Regions from separate parts of the Mus musculus genome. Here region 1 is linked to region 2. Evidence: chromatin contacts called from public HiChIP or PLAC-seq data. All regions are on one chromosome and are shown on one strand. The core of a region is the stretch at or near the end of the contact, and the rest is flanking DNA. Distances in the headings are between cores, read along the strand shown.

Region 1 (6,796 bases), core at 3,010-5,509, 110 kb after region 2:
CTCTGTGGCTTGCCTGGGTTCCCTGCTCTGTCTCCTTTCAAGCTGATTGTCCTGATCTCTAGACCAGGCTCTTCACTTGCCCCATGCCCTTTCATTCCTTGTTCACACCCGCAGAGCTGAATCAACCCCCTGGTAGAGAGGAGATATTCAGACCCACTGGTGTCCCTCCCTTCGACTATCAGACTGTTGGCACAACAGACCTCAAGTAACTAAAATTTTCATAGGAGCCTCACACTGGGGGAAGGCAAAGACTGAAGCTTCCAAGGAATCTACTTCCCAGGAAGAGATTACACATGGTTTTGACAACACGTCAGATGACCTTACAGAAGAGTCTAGAACCAAGACAATTATGAGAGATGGGGCCACACCTTGACCAGGACTGTTTAGCTATGCATACCTCTTGCCCTCCATTTCAACTTAGACTTCATGTCAGGAGCCTAAAATTGAACTTGGGCAAGTGGGGGTTCCCACTGGACCCCACTATTTGCTTCTCTTCTCAATGTGCCCACGTAGAATACATCTCCTTCTCTGCTTTTCACTGCCACTTGTCTCTTTGCCTAGGGGATGGTTCTACCCATGGTGGGTTGGGTCCTTAAGGCAATCCTTCACAGTCTCCTTAATTGTCCTATTGAGGAACTGGCTTACCCTGTCTTGCTATGGCTGCCAGGGCCTGGGCTTTGACCCTAATGGCTTCGGTAACAGGCATGCTCTTTCCACACCTTTCTTGCTAGCGTTCTCTCCTGGCTGTTGTTACCATTAGTATTTAAGTCTTCTACCAGTGACTTTAAAATTCCTCAAGAGCAGAGGTTTCTTGGCTAGTTTTCTGCCATCACACTAGTGATTACCTTCAAGTAAGAGTTTTTCTTGCATCTTGGTGATTCAATGTGTCATTCTGTTGCAGTGATAAACTCTCTGACCAAAACAATGTAGAGGAGGAAAGGGTGTGTTTGGCTTATACTTCCAGGTAGTTATCTATCATGGCGGGAAGTCAGGGCATGAAGACAAATAGAAATTTAAAGCAGAAACCATGGAGGAGTACTGCTTGTTGACTCTCTCTCTCTGGTTTGTTCAGGCTTGTGGCTAACATGCTTCCTTACACAGCTCAGGACCACTCGCCTAGAGGATGGTTCTACCCACGGTGGGTTGGGTCCTTAAGGCAATCTCGCACAGATACTGCTACAGCCCAACCTGTTAAAGACAATTATTCAATTGAGCCTCTTTTTTCAGTTGATTATAGGCTGTGCTGACATGTTAATGCTAATTAGGATATGTGGTTTATCAAAGTCCAGGGCTCCTATACTTGCTGAGTGAAACCAGCCCTCATAGTATGGCTTGGGGGGGGGGGGATGCCAGGGGGTCGTTCCTGCAGTAAGGGAGCTGCTTTACTCTGAAGAATGTTGACTGAGATATATAGTCCAGCAAAGGTGTAAAAAGAATACCCAGAAGTATCCGATCTATTAGTTACTGAAAAAACTGAGGAAGAGTGACTAAATATTTTTACCTGTTTCCACCAAGTTGTGGAAAGAGTTTCAAGTCACACAGTCTTTCAGGGTCCTGAAACTGTCCACCCACAGTGGGTCTCTTTAGTCTCTCCATCCTCCAGCTTGACCCTCCTGGACCCCTCCAAGGCACAGGCCCCACTCCTCCATCCCTCCTTCTTTTCTCTTCAAGGCAGCTGACCATTTTTTTTGTCACTGGGATTCCTGCTCTTGTCTTAGTTTCTTGTCCCTGGAAACCCAACAACAAAGCTGTAGAACCAAAGATGTCTGCTCATTCCTGGGTTACTGGTCTCCAGGCGTCTTCCTCTTCCATTTCCATTGTGCCATGTTGTTGTCAACAGCTTCCTTATCCTACTTTCCAGCCTCCTATTTTCTCCTACTTCTTCCTTGTTTCCTTCCCTCCTTTGTTCTATCTATCTATCTATCTATCTATCTATCTATCTATCTATCTATCTATCTGTCACATATATTTATTTGTGATATGTGTGTACATGCCCATGTATATGCTATCGCACATGTATGCAGGTCAGAGGACAGCTTGCAGGAGTTGGTTCTCTCCTTCTACCATGTAGGTCCTGGGGGAGGGGGGGCGGGTCAAGTTCTTGCTGTCAGGCTTGGCAGCTGGTGCCCTTACCCACTGAGCCATACTGCCAACCCCACTCTGTCTTCCAAAGGGACCTTATTCTTAGCCAACAGAGTTTTGGGCTGTCTTCAAACACTGTCTCTCAAAGTCACCTTGCTCTTCATAAGCGGTTGATGTAGCCTTGGATGCACTGGGGACACTTGGCTGAGCAGAAATGTGTTCTGCTCCCCATCAGCAGCCCTGGGGGATCTCTCGCAGGCTGCTCTGTCACCTCCCACAGTTACCTGCTCATCCTTATCTATCTCTGTCACTTCCTGAATTGAGGCTTTCTGTCTGTCCCCTAGAATCCACACTAGCTTCTTCTATAGGGCACCTACAAAGGTTAAGGCCAGCTGTATTTCAAATGTTTTTCTCATGACACCCTACTTCCCCTTTCTAAGACTGTAGTTCATAATCCAGAATTACCATAATCCTCTACTCTTACCGGTATTCTGGGGGCTCAAGTGGCAAATGTTCCTCATTTGAAATTTTCTGGCCCAAGTGGAAATGGGATACAGCCCAGATCCTTGGTGACTAAATAACTTCAATGACTCCTGTCCCTTTCGGCCATCTGAGACTATTAGCAACCCTCCAACTAGGAAGGTTTTCTAGTCTTCAAAATTGACTCTTATAGCTATCAGGTGTTTTGTTTTCTTTTCTTTTGTTTTGTTTTTAAAAATCTAACGGTGTGTGTGTTGGGGGAGGGGGTGAGACAAGAGTGTCTAACTCAGTCTGACCTCAAACCCACAATGTGTCCCAAGAACGGCCTTGAAGTTCTGATTCTCCTGCCTCGGCCTCCTGTGTGATGGATGAGATTACAGGTGTGAACACCCATTCAGGCAGGGTTTATGCAGTACTGGAGATGGAACCCAGGGCTCTGTGCATTCCAGGCAAGCTCTCTATCACATAAGCCACATTCCTAACTTCTAACAAGACATTAAACTTTTTTTCTTTTAAACCAGCAAAATGCCTGTGTGGCAGAAAGGTCTCAGTGGATGAGGGCTCAATTGTTCAGAGGGCCATGTGTGTAGGCAGCCACCAGAATTCACACACAAGTTGAGCTGGTTTTATTTTTTTGAAATAGTTCCTTCTTTGCAGCTAATAGACAAATGCATTATTCAACTATCATACAATAGATAACCAGTCATTTCAACCCCAGCTTCCTGCTGCTCTTCTTCATTCTGATGGGCTCCTGTTATGAAGTCCCTGCTGGCCTTGAATTTGCAATCCTCCTGCCTCTGCCTCCCAAGTGCTGGGATTATAGGTATGTATCACAGTACTTAGCTTTAAGGGCTCTCTTTCTACTTCTCATGAAAAAGCCTTCCTTTGTAGATCCCCTTTGCCCTTCTGTCTTAGTCAGGGTTTCTATTCCTGCACAAACATCATGACCAAGAAGCAAATTGGGGAGGATAGGGTTTATTCAGCTTACACTTCCACATTGCTGTTCATCACCAAAGGAAGTCAGGACTGGAACTCAAGCAGGTCAGGAAGCAGGAGCTGATGCAGAGGCCATGGAGGGATGTTACTTACTGGCTTGTCTCCCCTGGCTTGCTCAGCCTGCTCTCTTATAGAACCCAGGACTACCAGCCCAGGGATGGCACCACCCACAAGGGGCCCTTCCCCCTTGATCACTAATTGAGAAAATGCCTTGCAGCTGGATCTCATGGAGGCATTTCCCCAACTGAAACTCCTTTCTCTATGGTAACTCCAGCCTGTGTCAAGTTGACACACAAAACCAGTCAGTCCACCCTCTGAAGTGCCCCATGTAGGCTCCTACCCTCTCTCCTCATCCAGGCACAGGGCTTGGATCCTGGACACTGTACTGTTCGCTTCTGGGAAAGCTTCTACAAGAGACTGGCATAGTGGTCATTCTTTCTGCACAGACTCCGTTGCTTGTGGTATTGGTCATCAATAGGAAATCCTAGAAATTCATTTTGTGTGTGTGTGTGTGTTCGGGGGTCTCATATGACCTGAAACGTACTAAATAGCTGGGAATGATCTTTAACCCCTGCTTGTATCCTTAAACCATTCACATAGAAAGCAAGTTTTAGGTGCTGGAGAAACGGCTTAGTGGGTAGGAGGAACACATGCTGATCTTGCAGAAGTCTTGAGTTTGGTTTCCAAACTCAGAACTGCCTGTAACTCCAGCTTCGAGGGAACTGAAAGTTCTGCAAAGGTTCCTGCACTCATGGTGTGCACATGATACACATACGCATAATTAAAAATAAGTTAAACCATAGCAGCTGTTATTACACGACTATTGTTCTATTCCCTATCAGTTGTTGATCATCCTGTACTGTGTTACTTTTTTTGTTTGTTTGTATGTTTGTTTGAGACAGGGTTTCTCTGTGTAGCCCTGGCTTTCCTGGAACTCACTCTGTAGACCAGGCTGGCCTCTAACTCAGAAATCCGCCCGCCTCTGCCTCCCAAGTGCTAGGATTAAAGGTGTGAGCCACCACTGCCCAGCCACTGTGTAACTTATAAATTAAACTTTGTATAGGGAACTTTGCAAGTGTAGGGAAGATCCAATCTGTGTCGAGTTGGTCACTTCCTATAGCTTCGGGTATCCACAGGGACTGTAAAAGGTACAATATGATCACCTCCGTAGGGTCAGGGCATGTGATAGGAGCAACTCTAACCAATCAAATCCCACACGGTGAGGAACTGATGAAGACAGGATACACACACAGTGAGGAGGCCATGTGGAGGACCTGTCTGCATTCCAGGGAGGAACTGTCAGCTATCCCTCTCCATGCCTGAGTGTTGGGGTTGACCCACTGGGGAGCACCTTTGGGTGTGTCTGGCTGTGCCTTCCTTTCAATCTGTAGCAACCTAAGAGCTGCCTGTTGGATATTCCTGAGGCTTCTTGGTGCTCTGAGGTGTATAGTCCCTATCTTTTGATAGTCATGCTATACATAGTTGTAAGTCTCCTTGCTTGTGTGTGTGCATGTGTGAGTGTGGCCAGAGGCCAATGTCAGGTGTGCTTCAGGTGTCATCTACCTTATTTTTTGAGACAGGATTTCCTCTCTGAAGCTGGTAATTATCTATTAGACCAGGTCGGCCAGCCAGTGAGCCCCAGAGATCCCTGTGTGCCCTCTTCCCAATAGCTGTGAGACTACTGGCTTGCACCACTGAATCTGCCTTTCTCTTCCTCCTCTTCTTCCCCCCTACTTCCCCTCCTCCTCTTCCTCTTCTTCCTGCTCTTCCTCTTCCTCCTTCTCTCTCCCTCCATCCCCCCCCCCTCTTCTGAGACAGTCTTTCTATGTAATCATGGTGCTCACTATATAGACCAGGCTGGCCTCGAACTCACAGAGATTCATCTCTCTGCATCCCAAGTGCTGGGATTAAAGGCATGCACCCCTATGCCAGACCTTACATCTGGGTTTTCCTGTGGACTCTGGGGATTCAGGTCTTCATGCTTGCATACCAGCCCTTTACCAACTAAGCTCCCTCCCAACCCCATTTTCTATCATTCTGGGGGACTCTGGGGAGCAAGTGTGTGGGGGGGGAGGGCTGCAGGGATTCCTGTTAGCCTGTAACATTAATGCTTGCTTACTGTACAATTTCTTTGGGTCTTCACATATTGATGGGGTTCGTTTGATTTTTAAGGTATAACACTGAGATAAGGGAGGGTCTTGAAATGCCAAGGCAAAGGGACACCAAGAAGAGAGATAAAATGATCAGGGTGGCACCCCTAATGACTGCTTCTACTTGTCAATAAATCTGGGAGACAAGCTGGGAATGGAAGGCCACACCTGTAGGACTACACTCCCGAAGCCCAACCTGAAACACTAGCAACCAAGTTTGGGAAGATGCTGTGTTAGTAAGAGGTCAACATTCTTCTTCATGGTTCTGAGTGAAGAAAAATATTCTTTGGAACAAAAAGGTTTCCCCTTTGTGTGCCTGGTCTGTTCCTGATGCCCTTTGGTACCCGAGTGTCAGCTCGTCATCTCTCTGGATAATTGACTAGTACTTTTGTTAACGTTTGTCACTCTTGATGCTCCCTGCCCACACCTTGTCAGGAACCATCATGTTTTGGTATTTATGAATGTGTGTGTGTGTGCCCACCATGTGTGTGTAGGTGTCTGAGCTAAAAGAATGTTATGTCTCTTGAGTTCCAGGTGGTTGTGAACAGCCCAACATGAGTGTTGAGAACCAAACTGGAGTCCTCTGGAAGAACAGTTAAGCAAAAACACTTAACCGTTCTGAGCCATCCCTCCAGATCCTAGAGAATGTTCTCCATCCAAGTCCTAACCAGGCCTAACACTGCTTAGCTTCTGGGATCAGATGAGATTGGGTGTGTCCAAGGTAGTATGGCCGGAGACTGCTTTCTGCTGTGCCTCTGGCTGCTTTTGCAGAGACAGGGGACAAGTGTTTGCATGTGTCAACACAGATACAACCTCCTATTTCCCAGGGCTCTAACTCACACAAGCTTCAAGGAATCCCACTCCCCTCCATGCAACTGTTTGATTTTTTTCCCCCTTACTGTGACTTTCATTGTGTGGTGCTGAGGATTGGATCCAAGGCCTTGTACGTTTGAGTTTAGTACTCCACTGGCATGCTATGAGCCCAGCCCCGGATACCTCTTACCATGTAGGAAAACCCTACATGCTATGTCTACTGTACAAACAGCTCATGTTGTGATCCATCCTGTCCATTCTGGGCTGTTGAAGTA
Region 2 (6,910 bases), core at 2,045-4,544:
GGCAGACCATGCAACACCAACAGGAGTCCCTTCCTCCATTTCTTTCTAGAAAACCTTCAGAGCTTTCAAAAGCCAACAATGATCCTCGTCCTTCCCAGGCTGAGGAGGAAGGGGAAACAACGTGCTAACGAGTCCTCTTTAAAACACAAGGAAATGGGGAGAGAGTAAGGTGAGGGCACAGTTTCTGGACCTGCCCATGACAATGAGGAGTAAATGACGTGTCATGCACACATGATGCAGTGCATACATGTTACATGGTGCACACATGTTACATGGTACGCACACATGATGTGGTGTACATACATGACATGGAGCGCACACATGACATGGTGAGCACACATGATGCGGTGCACATGCATGATGCAGTGTACACATGTTACATGGTGTACACATGTTACATGGTACAATGATGTGGTGCATATACATGACACGGAGCACACACATGAAGTGATGTGCACAGCACACATGCAAGCATGCATGACCAAGTGCACACACATGACACAGTATGCATACATGACATGACGCAGTGCACACATGAAGAGCTATTACTACATTTGCACTGGAGGTGGGTGGGGGAGCTTCCCTCAGTGAGGCCTAAGGGCTTAAGACACGGCCAGGCATCCTTAGGAGCAGACACATACTCTGCCTCAAACCTAACCACTACATACTTTCTTCTCACAAATGCCAGGCGTTACCATCCAGCCAGCAAAATATTATTGAAAAAAGGAACATGGAAAAAAATTAATGTTTCCAAAATACCACCAAACAATGACTCAGAGATGAAGACATGAAGAGTTTAATTTTTCCTAACAAAAGTAGGTCATACAGCGAAAACCGCAGGATTCTGGAATAGCAGAATTATCAAGAACACAAACTAGCATCTGATGAGAGCTGCCTACACACCACACAGCTACGTCCGTGACAATCCCAGAAGGCCGAGCTGTCACTGTGCTCACGTGTCACACTGAAAACCTAGGCTCGAAGAACTGCAGTGACCAAACCGTGTGTGCACACACGCGTATGCGTGTTCACGAGTGGATGGTGGGAGATCGGGGTCTCTTGCTTTACCTCACCATCAGGGGCCAGGGCCTCACAACTCCCCATCTAGTTCTCCTTGGATGGACAGAGGCTCAGCGAGCATAACGAAGGGAAAGTCTGAAACTGACTGCGGCAGCCCTGGAATGTCACGGACAGTGGCAGAAAGCTTTGAGTGAAGAGCTGAGCTCAGATCAGCCAGCAAGCGCTGCTGGAGGGGAGAGGGGCGTCATCTGCGCCTCTTGGGGGGCAGCCTGCTCCTCACACACTGCATGGAAACATACCCTCCCTACTATGCATTGCTTTAAGGCCTGGCCATTGTCACACTGTCACTGTGAACTCTCTGAGGTCATGTGCTTGGGAACAGTCCACGTGGAGTTGCCGGCCGAAAAACAGAGAGCAAAACGAGCAAATGTCCACAAGCACCAAGCTCCAGGGGTCACCGGGATGGACCGACCAGTCAGGGCTACTGGTCACCAGGGAAACCACTAGGCTCTCTGTGGATGCCTGCACAGGAAAGTCTTCCTACAGAGGCAGTCCGCAACTGCTTTGCATTAAGAAAGCTGGGTGAGCATTCTCTGGGGCATAGTCTGGCAAGATGAGGCAACTCGAACTTACTGGAAACATTATTTTTGTAAACCATATCCAACTACTGGTCAGGTTTTCAAAACTCTGAGTCATATCTCAAGAAAAACAGAAAAGCAAGGCAAACAACATTCTACAGTTTAATCAAACACAGGAACAAAATGGACCACCGAGCACCTTAATCCTCACCTAAACCACCACATGGGAAAACCCATGCCTAACACGAGTGCCAGCTCCCTGTGCCTACCCCAGGCCGCACCGCCAAAAGGGAAGCCCCCACCCTCCCCATCCACAGTTCCCTTTCCGAAGCTCGGCTCCCCAGATGAGCGCAGCATCGTGGGAAACTCAGAGGTAGTTCATGGGTTGGCAAGGCTGCAGTTTGGGCTCATGCTTTTGCGCTTTGATATTTTGAACTCCTTTGGAGCACACCTGGAGGTTAGCCTAAGGCTGGCGCGTTTCCATTCTGCCCACATCTCACGACCAGCCCCTTAGCTAGGCTGCTGAGTGTATGGGTGGCAGGCCGGAAGACAGGGCAGTACCATCCCTGCCACAGTGCCAGCCCATCCTCTGAGTTCTACACCGCTGGGGGTTGGGGGCTGTGCTTACCCAGGAGCACACCAAGGGGACTGTGCATCTCCCCTGTGACCCAGGCACTCCACTCATTATGGCGCCCACAGGAATACAGGAGCAGATGAGAGAGATGCCTTCACAGATGTGCTTCCTGTAGCAACAGTCACAACAGCCACGCCATGGCCTCAGCACTGGTGCCATCAGCAGAGAAACAGATAAAGAGGGCCTGTGATAGGCATACACTGGGGTGCTATTTGGCCATAAAGAGGAGCGAAATCATGGCATCTGCCACAAGGTGGATGGAGCTAGAGATGTCACCCTAAGGGAAATAAGCTCGACTCAGAAAGACAAACACTGCATGCTGGCCTGCTCACGTGCTCCTCTCATGTGGAAGGGGGGACATGCAGAAGGGACTACCCTACAAGAGGAAGTGGACTACCAGGAAAGAAAGGGGGACAAAAGAGGGAAACAACCAAAGTACACCATACACACACATCCCACACATACACATATACCACACCACACACACACACACTCATACACACACATACCATGCATACACATATACAATATATACACACACATACACATATACCACACACTGAAATACACCACATACACACCAGACACATACCACACACATGCACACACATACACACTCATACACATATATACCACACATACATACTTATATACCACATACATACATACGCACATATACACATACTTATACCACACACATATACACCACATATACATATACCACACACCACACATACACCCCACACATATACCCACACACACCACACATACACATACACTGCACACACACCACATATACACATATACCACACATAATACACACACAACATACACACACTTATACCACACACACAACACACACACACACACAGGCACATACACAGAATATCAACAGAACCCTAATCACGTAGAGTGAATACATGCCACCTGAAAACAGGAACCCGCTCCTCAGTCACTAATCTCCTGTGGGTGATTATGGTGACACAGATCACAGGCCCAGTCACGTGCTCAGTGGTCACGTGAGAGGTGTGCATGAGCTGAGAGGGGCAAAGCCTGGATCCTGGCAGCTCCTCCCTCCACACTGCACCCACCTCAGGCTGTGGAGACTGTCACTACCCTCCCTGACCAGGCTGCTCTTGCTCCTGCTTACAGCCACAGCAATGATGCTCCCGCCATGTGTGAAAGCACTCGTGTGCAGACCCAGCCAGGGTTGGGCTCTACCCGCAGGTGTTCTTCTTTCTGGCCCTGTGTCAGCACCAGCCTGCGGGAGGATGCCGGGCACAGGAACCGGGCCTCCCCACCCAGCTGTCCTACACAGTCTGGCTGACCAGACACGTGAGTGGGCCCAGACAATGGCACTTGCTCATAATAACTGGAACCAGTAACGCATGCTTGTGCGCTATCAAAACCAAACTGTGTAAAGCTTAAGAAGACAAAGGGGGAAACCAGCAAACAAGAGAAAAGCATTGCCAATGGAAACATTCAGACAAGGAACCGATTCCTCACAGTCAGAAATCCTGAAACAGAAACTAGCAGGTTAAAATGGAAAGAGGGCAAAGCCTCAAACAGACGTTAAAATGCCAATCTGGCTAGGGAAGAGAGGTGAGAGGTACATAGACGCCGAACGGCCTAGTCATGTGGCAGACCAGCATCTACCTAAGGTCGGGGAAGGAGGCTAGCAGGATCTCCACAACCCCTTGGAACTCCTACCCTTCAGAGTTCAGGCTAGTCCAGTCTTGGGGACGTGCTATGTGACACACTGTGACACAGTACGCAAAGCTTTCTCCCGTGACATTATTTGAACTGCAAAGAAAGGAAAACAAAGTCCATGTGTACCTACACAGGGTGGGGTACACGGATGCTGCAATGGAGGAGAAAGCAAGGGTGATGTTCCTGCAGCTGTGAAAATAATTGTGCGGGAGACTCACACAGACCACTGTCACAGACCAGATTCTGCCACACTGCTCAGGTGGAGGGACAAAACTCTGAAGTGTTCCCTAAATTGTGTCTACCATTTCACAGGCAGTGCATCAAAGTTCCAGATGCCCCACGCCAACAGCAGTGCCCAGCCCTGACTGCAGATGGCAGCACCTAAGTCTGCCCAGCCATCGCTCTGACCATGGCATCTGCATGCGAGTCTATACGCCCGTGACTGCAGAGACTCAGTACCTCCTCATGCCCTTATCTGCCGCCCTCCACTTAGGGAGATGTGCTCCAATCTCCTGGCTCTTTCTTCAACCAGTTGTATTTCCCTCCTAGTGAGTTTCAAGGGTCCTTTGCATATTGCAGGCACAAGGTCCGCCATCAGTCAGGCCCCTGTAGTGTACACATCCACCCCACCCTTGACCCAACTCCACCCTAACAGTATCTTCTGACAGCAGAGGTTTTTCCACTTAGATGGATCTGGCTGCTGCCCTGCGGGTCAGGGGAACGGTTCCAGGACCCCTGGTTTAGCTGCAGGTAAATTCTAATGTCCCTCATGTAAACAATACAGTATATCGGATGGATGCCAATTCTCCTGCACGTGCACAAGCTGTTGGGGGTGATTAGACAAATGCGACACTATGCAGGAGGTGCCGTACTGTAAGGTACGTGGAAGAATGACAAGGAGACAGACAATCCACAGGAGCTCAGAACGTAGTCTCTGATGTTTGTGGCCCCAACTCTGGGACGCAGAAGGCCACACATCTCTATGTTCTTCTCAAATGCATGACGCTTCTGGCGCCTGATAATTCCGAAATCTTACTTGTTGCCTCGGGAGCAGAAAGCTTGCGTTCCCCTGACCCTTGTTGTGAGTTTTTCACTTCGGGTTTCTACACTTGGATCTTTGATCCACACTTGTTATTTCTGACCCTGGAGACACAGAGGCTGAAGTTTACTCTTTGCATGGGGACAATGAGCAGACAAGGGCTTTTTCCCAACGGGCTGTCTCTGACCCAAGCCTTACTATAAAAGGTTTACATTCTAAAACGCCTATAGTAATTAGAAACGTGAGCACAAGAGTTGAGCCACGCTGTGAACAGCAGACAGGGCTAGGAAGAGGAGCCTGGTGCAGGTCAGCAAGTGGTCACTGAAACAGCTGGCAGGGGCCTCGTGCCTGGATGGGGTTCACACAAGCACATCCTTATCAGTGTGGTGACCCTTCTGCTCGTGGCCCTCGTGGTGACAAAGCTGGCTTGCCTACGGGATAGGAACAGCAGGTAAATGGTACAGAAGAAAATGAGGCAAAGGGCACACTGTTTCTGAACACTGACCCAGACAGGGCTCGGCAGGAGGCACAGCGTGGCCGGGACATGGGAAGCAGTCCTAAGGGAGTCTACGGAATCATCCTATCAGCTGGGCTGATTCTGTCGGCTGCCTGCACACAGCCGTAGGAGTTTTTTTGAAAATGTAAGGGTTCCTTAAAATTTATAGTCTTTATCATCCCTGTCCTTCAGGAATTAAGGAGGGAGGAGAAGTCTTTAAGCCAGTGGTTCTCAACCTTCCTAATGCTACAACCCTTTAATACAGTTCCTCTTGTGGTGACCCCCAACCATAAAATTATTTTCATTGCTACTTCACAACTGCAATTTTGCTATGGTTATGAATCATAACATAAATATATGATACGTAGACAGTCTTAGGTGACCCTGTGACCCTATGGTTGTTCAACTCCCAAAGGGGTTGCAGTCCACATTCTAGATCAAATGCAGAAAATCGGAAAACTGCCCTGGGTTTGCCTTCTGGGGGAGAGTCTACAGATGGATGCATCCAGACTGTGGCTCCCCAGCTCACAAGCCCCACCCACCCACCTTAGTCCTTGATGCCACTGGAGGGCTGGGCTGCAGGTTCTCCCGATTTCTCTGACGTTTTGTTTTAACTGTGTAGTCACATTGGACCGGTCTGCCAAGGGACCCGTTAGTTACATCACTCAGCGGGCCCACTGTGCACTTCACAGTCCGGGTTCTGACCTTCTGCTCACCTGAGAGGCTAGAACTTGTTGGTCACTTCTGCACACAGATGTTTCCCAGATACTCAGAGAGGTCCAAGGAATCTCCCTGCCTCTGTGTCCCCAGGGCTGGGATCACAAATACACACCACCACACCCTGCTTTTTAAGATGGGTTCCGGGAATCTGAACTTGGGTGCTCAGACTTACACGGCACTCACTGTACAGACTGAGCCACCTCCCCGGCTACCACCCACCCCCTATTTGGTAGTGTCTGACTGTGGCGCTGACCACCACTAGAGCTAGAAAACAACCTGGTAATGTGTGCACCTTCCCTAAAGTTCCACCTTTTCCAGCCTGAAGTGTCTAATGGAGAACAGCAGGAATCTGAGAAGCCGCTGTTTTCTTCTCTCCGAAGAAACAGCCGCCATGTTTGGGGCTTATTAAATAGACTTTCCCAGGCTTCCAGTGTGCAGCGGCTCTGGCTAGTTCTATGGCAGCGTGACACAAGCTAGAGTCTCTGAAAGGCGGGAACCTCAACTGAGAAAATGTCTCCATAAGATCCAGCATAAGGCATTTTCTTAATTAGTGATTGACGGGGGAGGGCCCAGCCCATTGTGAGTGGTGCCATCCCTGGGCTGGTGGCCCTGCATTCTATAAGAAAGCAAGCTGAGGCAAATCATGGGAGCAAGCCAGTAAGCAGCACCTCTCCATGGCCTCTGCGACAGTTCCTGCCTTCAGGTTCCTGCCC

Evidence for each region. HiChIP or PLAC-seq counts read pairs in DNA pulled down with a chosen protein or histone mark.
Region 1: an H3K27ac HiChIP or PLAC-seq map of microglia shows a contact between it and region 2, with 2.9 times the contacts expected there. The contact joins two enhancer-like sites. A contact is called at or near these places in 1 of 39 promoter capture datasets (hippocampal neurons), 9 of 484 Hi-C or Micro-C datasets (CD8 central memory T cells, the HPC-7 cell line, Th1 cells and 6 more), 18 of 115 datasets of contacts at active chromatin or transcription factors (the HPC-7 cell line, bone marrow-derived macrophages, differentiating embryonic stem cells and 12 more) and 2 of 9 other capture datasets (adipose tissue and liver).

Annotation. Positions count from the first base shown.
Region 1 is chr13:52,958,287-52,965,082 of GRCm38.p6, forward strand. The region is part of intron 2 of Gm40950 (a long non-coding RNA gene); the gene reads left to right. Among named protein-coding and RNA genes, the nearest start is that of Gm40950, 7.3 kb to the left of the region's middle. Within about 2 kb of position 4,260, at least 9 of the 459 cell types and tissues checked have an H3K27ac peak or open chromatin away from gene starts, as enhancers often do. A contact at or near this core is called in microglia, where this site is marked.
Region 2 is chr13:52,846,202-52,853,111 of GRCm38.p6, forward strand. All of the region lies in intron 6 of Auh (AU RNA binding protein/enoyl-coenzyme A hydratase), which reads right to left. Among named protein-coding and RNA genes, the nearest start is that of Gm33315, 20 kb to the left of the region's middle. Within about 2 kb of position 3,295, at least 61 of the 459 cell types and tissues checked have an H3K27ac peak or open chromatin away from gene starts, as enhancers often do. A contact at or near this core is called in microglia, where this site is marked.